Linked DNA regions of Capra hircus: region 1 is linked to region 2. The links are chromatin contacts, called in public Hi-C maps. All regions are on one chromosome and are shown on one strand. The core of a region is the stretch at or near the end of the contact, and the rest is flanking DNA. Distances in the headings are between cores, read along the strand shown. Region 1 has its middle 37 kb from the start of CORO2B. Region 2 overlaps CORO2B (coronin-2B).

Region 1 (3,529 bases), core at 749-3,248, 150 kb after region 2:
ATCACAACAAACTGGAAAATTCTTAAAGAGATGGGATTACCAGACCACCTGACCTATCTCCTGAGAAATCTGAATGCAGGTCAAGAAGCATCAGTTGGAACTGGACATGGAACAATAGACTTGTTCCATATCGGAAAAGGAGTACATCAAGGTTGTATATTGTCACCCTGCTTATTTAACTTATATGCAGAGTACATCATGAGATACGCTGGGCTGGATGAAGCACAAGTTGGAATCAAGATTGCCGGGAGAAATGTCAATAACCTCAGATATGCAGATGACACCACCCTTATGGCAGAAAGTGAAGAGGAGCTAAAAAGCCTCTTGATGAAAGTAAAAGAGGAGAGTGAAAAAGTTGGCCTAAAGCTCAACATTCAGAAAACGAAGATCATGGCATCCGGTCCCATCACTTCATGGGAAATAGATGGGGAAACAGTGGACACAGTGAGAGACTTTATTTTTTTGGCTCCAAAATGACTGCAGATGGTGACTGCAGCCATGAAATTAAAAGATGCTTCCTCCTTGGAAGAAAAGTTATGACCAATCTAGACAGCTTATTAAAAAGCAGAGATATTGCTTTGCCAGCAAGGATCCATCTAGTCAAGGCTATGGTTTTTCCAGTGGTCATGTATGGATGTGAGAGTTGGACTATAAAGAAAGCTGAACACTGAAGAATAGGTACTTTTGAACTGTGATGTTGGAGAAGACTCTTGAGAGTCCCTTGGACAGCAAGGAGATCCAACCAGTGGATCCTAAAGAAAATCAGTCCTGAATATTTATTGGAAGGACTGATGTTGAAGCTGAAACTCCGATACTTTGGCCACCTGACACAAAGAACTGCTTCATTTTAAATGACCCCGACGCTGGGAAAGATTGAAGGCGGGAGGAGAAGGGGATGACAGAGGATGAGATGGTTGGATGTCTTCACCGACTCAACGGACATGAGTTTGAGTAAACTCCAGGGGTTGGTGATGGACAAGGAGGCCTGGTGTGCTGCAGTCCATGGGGTTGCAAAGAGTCGGACATGACTGAGTGACTGAACTGAACTGATGTAGATTAAAAATGATAATCAAATTGATGGAACATATGTCTGCATTTTAAGTTGATTAGAAGGATAAACACCAAATATATTGTGGTAGTTGCCTTTGGGGAAAGGAAGGGGAGAAGAAGGAGATAAGGGACTTTACCTGAGGTGTTTTGTTTCTTTTATTCACTAAAATAATTCTGGAAATATATTAATGACTGTCATTGTCACTTGGGGTAAATGAGTCACGACTTGATTTACAGAAACTTGCTCTAAACACGCACACACACATTGCAACTAGATGACAGAATCTTCCTGGAGTTTAGGGAAGTCTAGGAGAAGGTCACTCCTTATCTCCAGGTGGATTTCTTCATTGGCAAGACTAACGCTACAGTCCCTTGTCTGGTCACCCTCCAGGCAGGAGACAGGGAGGGGGCGCAGCGGAATATACGGGACCATCAGCAGAGAGTGATTCTATATTCGGAAAAGGGCCTCGAGCCCATTTTTCGCCTGGAGAACTGAGGGTGGCCAGCACTGCTTGGGTCGGGATTTTGCTCTGGAAAATGAGTGAGACGGGCTGGCAAGAGAGGGACAGCAGGGTGAGGTGAGGTCTGGGCGTTTAGGAGGCCCCGTGCTGAGGAAATGGGACCTTTCTGGAGGAAGCACCAAGTCTCTGGGCGGCCGCTGACCCTGACAGGCTTCCCGGGTGTTGGCCCAGCGGTCTCCAGGGAGCTAGGGACAGCAGGACTGAGCTCAGGAGGCGGCCCCAGCTCCTGCCGCCTTCCCCCAGTGCCCACAGCCTCCCAGACGGCCTGTTTAGCCTGGCTCTTTACCCTCCTGGCCTGGACAATAGGATTTCTCTCTCTCAAAAAAGGAATGTCTCTACCAGAACTGAAGGAAGAGGAAACCCCTCTGGCTCCTTCAAGCACCGCCCTGGCTGCCGCTCTGCCCCCCACCCCAGGGTTCGGCCCCCTCCCGCCCTGTTCCAGGCTGGGCTCCAGACTGGAGGATGCCAGGGAGGGGCACAGGGCCTCAGCCTCGGGGCGTTTGGGGCTGGTGGGAGAGGCCAGTGGGGAAACCCCATCCTTTATCTCACCAACTTTAAAATGTGGGCAGTGGCCACACCCACACAGGCGATGCAATTTAATTCATGATTCAATTCACAGGATTGAGCTGACTACCTCATATTTGGCAGCGACTGGGGTGGGGGCAGTAGGAAGGCCACACAGTTTGGAGTCACATAAACCCCAGACCTAACATTTATAGCAGCAAAGGCCTTTATATATCAATCCAGTGAAAATAAGTGAACTAAGCCCCCAGCTTGAAAAGTTGGGGGCAAATTCACGAAGGTTCAGAGGTAGGGTCTTCATTTTTTGATACTTTCCTCATCGATTGAGCCCTCCACGTGTGCCGGGCATCATGATTTTATTTATCATAATTCCTTCAATCCTCACAGCCCCACAAAAAAGGAAATACTTCGACCGTTTCACAGATGCAGAAAATGAGACACAGTGTCAATCACAAATTGGCACTTGCCATGAGTGTCTGCTACTAACCTCTGCAAGGATTAAATCATGTGCTGCCGCAGCTGCTGACCTCCAGCAACCCTGAAGGAGATCAGGGTGGAGAGTAGAGATGGGGCACTCTGTGCTCCAGGAAACTGGCAGGACAGGTCTTCAGATAGTTAGATCTTCTCAGGAGCTGATTTTATGAGCCCAGTTCTTGTATCTCCTCATATCTAGAAAAGCACTAAAATCCTTCTTGGTGATGATTGTTTCTCGTGACTAGCAGAAGCTTCATGAGACCAGCAGAAACTTTCTATAAAAAAATGTGCTTGATTGCACGCACTGTCCCTTTACCAAAATCACAGACATGCTATCTTCTCCCCTCACCTCTTTGGAACCGTTTCTCAGAACTATCTGAGGTGCTATCTCCTGGGCTGCAGTCCTCATATTGCCCCCAATAAAACTTAACTCACAACGTCATGTTGTGCACTTTTTTTAAGTTGACAACGCAAAGGTGAGTACTCATCGCTGACTCCACTGCTCAACAACTGCAGTGAGGGCCGGGTGCCAGGCACCAGAGGGAGCACGTAGATGCTACCACGTCATCCTCCAGGAGTTTAGGGTCACGCTGGGGTGTGATGCTCTCACCCGGGCCACCCGCTCAGGTACTGTCCTCCAGGCAGAGGGTCAGTCTCTGTTCCTGCTGTAGGGCGGGGACTGAGTCCTCTGCTGCTGTGTGTCCGCAGCAACTAACTCAGAGCCCAGCGAAACTGAGGGGCTCAGTACACAGGTGCCGAGTGGGTGGGTCAGTGGACAGACACACTGCGTATTGTTACACGCTGTCTCCCAGTTGCTCCTCCCGGTAACCCTCTGAGGGAGGCACCATCTTTATCTCCTTTTTCAAGATGGGCAAACTGAGCCACGCAGTGATACAGCCACTCGCTCAGGGGAAGGAGAGCCAGGGTGTGCAGCCTGGTGACGGTGCCTCCGCTCTCAACCA
Region 2 (3,613 bases), core at 817-3,316:
GCCATTATTTTGGGCCCATCCACCCGGGTTTGGCGAGCATTGCTATAGCTCTGTTCCAGTGGACGGGGCAGCAGCCAGGAGTCAGGGCCCCGGCAGATATTGTTAGTTGCTTCCTGTGTCCCTCCTGAGTCCTGCCATCCTTGGAGATCTGAGCTGGACATGGATGAGATGAAGTCTGAATGTCTGCCTGGGGCCACGTGACCCCCTAGAGCTCTGACAGCTGTCTGCTAAGCCTCTGAGACCCCTGGGTACCTCTCCGCATTCACGGGAGATTCCCAGAGGCCTCGGGTAAGTTAATCCTCACAAATACCTTCACATCCGCCCCTTCCTCTCCAGGCCCACCCTGCCTCCCACCTCCAGGCACTCATACTCTCCCAGCTGCTCTCCTTCATGCCAGCCTTTTCCCAAACCCCACTGTGACATCGGCATTCTATTAATATAATGATTTGCACTGTGCAGCTCCTCCAGAACTTTCCATGGTTGTAACCATTTGTATGAATGTGGTAGTTTGGCATCCAAGCTTCCCTCCTGATCTGGGGGACGCTCCTGCTGTGGGCTGCATTGATGAGACACGGTGCCTCAGCTCCCATTGTGAGAGCTGAAACAGGGCTCCTCCCACCTGGGGTCCCCTGCTGGCAAGCAGGGACATGTAGCTGGGCTTGGCCAATCAGACCTTCCGCCCCGGGTGGCCAAGCTCTGATTTAACTTGGTGCTCACTTGTGTTCCAGTTCCATTTGCCAGCACCCAGCCCCTTGGATCTATGAAGGCCCCCAACCCTCTTTTGCTCAGGAAGATCAAAGGCGACTTTTATGGCCAGCTAGGGATCCAGACTGAGTCAGCGCCCTTGTCCCTACCTTGATTAGATCCAGTTCATCTGCCTGGCCCTTGAGGGACTCACACACCCTGTTCCACACCCTCCACTGACTTACCAACCAGTTTCTTCAACACTACTGGGGGTCATACTTCTCAATTTTAAATATTGTATCTCAGGTCTTTATAAAACACTGCAATCTCCCTACATCCCAGTATTTTGATGACCACATGTTTTTTTTCTCAGACTGCTTCTCACATCTAGTAGAAACACAGAACTTCTTTGCCAGGTCATATGTGTCCTAACCCTTGAGTTGGGAAAATACGGTCCCCAAACAGGGTGCTCCTCACTGGCCCGTGACAGCCTCACTCCCCCTCCCCACCTTCCTCATAACACATGTCCTTCCCAGGCTGGGCCTCTGGACCTATGCAAGCCTTAGCCATCCTTCCCCTTAGCTTCACAGCTCTCCCCATAACTCACCACTTGTGATAATACTGGTGATCACTGAGGGCCTTCGACAGGGCAGGCCTGAAACCAAATGTTATTTCAATTATTTACCAAGATAACTGTATAAAGCACATATCATTGTGTCCATTTTACAGAGGAGGAAGCTGAAGCTCAGTGAAATTAGTTAACACAGTGTAAGGCCAGGACTCAAGCCTCAGTCTGTGTGACTTCTGAGTTAGAATGTAATCTACCTGAGCGGCAGTGCTTGGTCTAGTTCTCTGCTGTAAATCCAGTGTCTGGAATTGTGCCTGACTGATGGCAGGCTCTCAGTAAATTTTCATTGAATGAATTAATGATGCCATAAACTTTGGGCCTCATCGGGTCCCCTGTACAGTTGCATGGGTTGTGCACTGCACAACTCAAGGGACTCCAATTCACATGGTGTGGAGCCTTCTGCGGTGCTCTGGGCTTAGCCATGATGCTGCCCTGCCCCTTCACTTAGTACTGCCTTGTGTTTGCTCTGTTTCATGGTTGTTGGAGATTATCAGTACCATCATCTTAGATGAGATAATCATGGAGGTTTCTCAACAGAGTGTGGGACAAAAGTGAAACCTAAGACACGAGAGGCATGCTTCTTATGCCCTCTGGCTACAAGCACAAGGTCAGGTCTGTACTCGAGATGGAGCGACTCCCCAGCCTCATGCTGGCAGTTGCACGGGCGCTGCTTCTGTCAGCAGCGGGAGAGGCATCCACCTCCCCCAGGCTGGACCACTCCTCCGCCTTATCCACTGAGTGAGCCCACCGTCCACCAAGAGCCTGCCGACTGTGCAGAGGGAGGCCCAATGCCTGCCATCTCCCGTGCTCAGACACTGCCAAGGCTCAGCCCTGGGCTGCCGCAGGCCCCTGGAAGCTGTGAAATGCACGGCAGAGCAGCGGACCTCTGGCTCAGCCCCTCAGCCTTGCTCCATCAGGGACATCTAAGAGACCAGAGAAAGGGATGCACCACCTCCAAGGCAATGGCCCTGGGACCTCAGTGGCCTGGAAAACTCCCTTTAAATAGTGAGCGAGCAGCCCGGTCCTTAGATGCCCTCCCTCTCCAAGCCTTCTCCTGGCTGAATCTGTGAAGGCTGGTGATCCTCAGGGGTTGGGGCTGGGCTCGTGGGAGAAGGAGCCTACTGCAGCACTTTAAGCTCTCAGGCTCTGGGGTCCAGTTTCGACTCTGCTCTCACTGATGGTGACTGAGCAAGTTCCTTCCTCCTGGGCTTCAGTTTCCTCGTGACAATAAACGCATGCTCACGCAGTGCCTGGCACTAAGTAAGCACTCAGTCGATATCAGTTATCATTATCATCTCCAAAATGAGGGTCTGCACTCCCCTTCTACCCCTGTGCTCTGCACAGCAACCCCGCCCCGGACACTCCCTCCGCTGCCCTGTGCTCTGTCTCATGGCTCCATCCCCCTACCATCCAGGGCTGGGTGTGTGTCTAACCCATCCTCATGGCCCAGGCCTAGCACAGTTCCACCCAGCACGCATGCCCAGAAGTGACTGGTGAACAGAACTGAAACCTCAGGGTTCTTCCAGCTCTGTCTATGGTGACAAGCTGAACCTCCACCCAGACGCTCATCAGACAGAGACAAGGACCCTCCCTGGGCTTGCCACTGGCCGCCTAGAGATGGAATCCTTTCTCTGAATGTCAGCTCCATGACAACGTGTTTTTCTCACTGCTGTAACCACAACACCTAGCACAGTGCCAGGCACACAGTAGATTCTACTGATAAATATTGATTGAATGAATGCGACAGGGAGAAGCAGGTGACATTTCCAGGAAGGTGCACACCCTCTCTCACCCACCTGGAGGGCCAGGGCAGGGCTCTGCTCTTCAGCTCCTCTTGTCAAGCTGAGTTGGGCTGTCAGAGGGGCAGGGAGGGGAACACACCCCCTGTTTATGCCTGCCATCTGGCTTCTAGCCAGATCCATTATCTTTCCATTGACTTGGGGCTACTCTAATTCTCAAAAGATAAATGGGACAGGAGGCCTGGCCTGGGTTGAGCACTGGGGGATGCAGTCATGAAAGCCTGGGGCTAGGTGAGTGGTACTTGCGTGTCTGGAGGCTCCGCATGGGAGGCGGTGTGGGCCGCTCCTCTGAGCCTCGCCCTGGCTGCCCCACCTGCCAATCCCTGGCACACTCAGGTTGTCCAGCGGCCCCATGGCCACGTTCTGGGGGCTCTGTGTGGGGGAGGGCAGAGAGGGCTTCCATCAGTGTAGAAATTTGGGCTTCCTGATCCTTCAGAACCCACACTCTGCACTGCGGAGCCCTCGGCCATGCCTGGCTTGATGGTCTGCCCAGACTGGGTGG

What was found. Hi-C and Micro-C count contacts between places; a contact is called where the count stands out from the background.
Region 1: a contact with region 2 is called in a Hi-C map of blood, with 4 times the contacts expected there. The contact joins two enhancer-like sites. A contact is called at or near these places in 2 of 5 Hi-C or Micro-C datasets (blood and liver).

Annotation. Positions count from the first base shown.
Region 1 is chr10:85,906,378-85,909,906 of ARS1.2, forward strand. No RefSeq gene overlaps it. Among named protein-coding and RNA genes, the nearest start is that of CORO2B, 37 kb to the left of the region's middle. Within about 2 kb of position 1,999, at least 1 of the 5 cell types and tissues checked has an H3K27ac peak or open chromatin away from gene starts, as enhancers often do.
Region 2 is chr10:85,758,590-85,762,202 of ARS1.2, forward strand. All of the region lies in intron 2 of CORO2B (coronin-2B), which reads right to left. Among named protein-coding and RNA genes, the nearest start is that of CORO2B, 110 kb to the right of the region's middle. Within about 2 kb of position 2,067, at least 1 of the 5 cell types and tissues checked has an H3K27ac peak or open chromatin away from gene starts, as enhancers often do.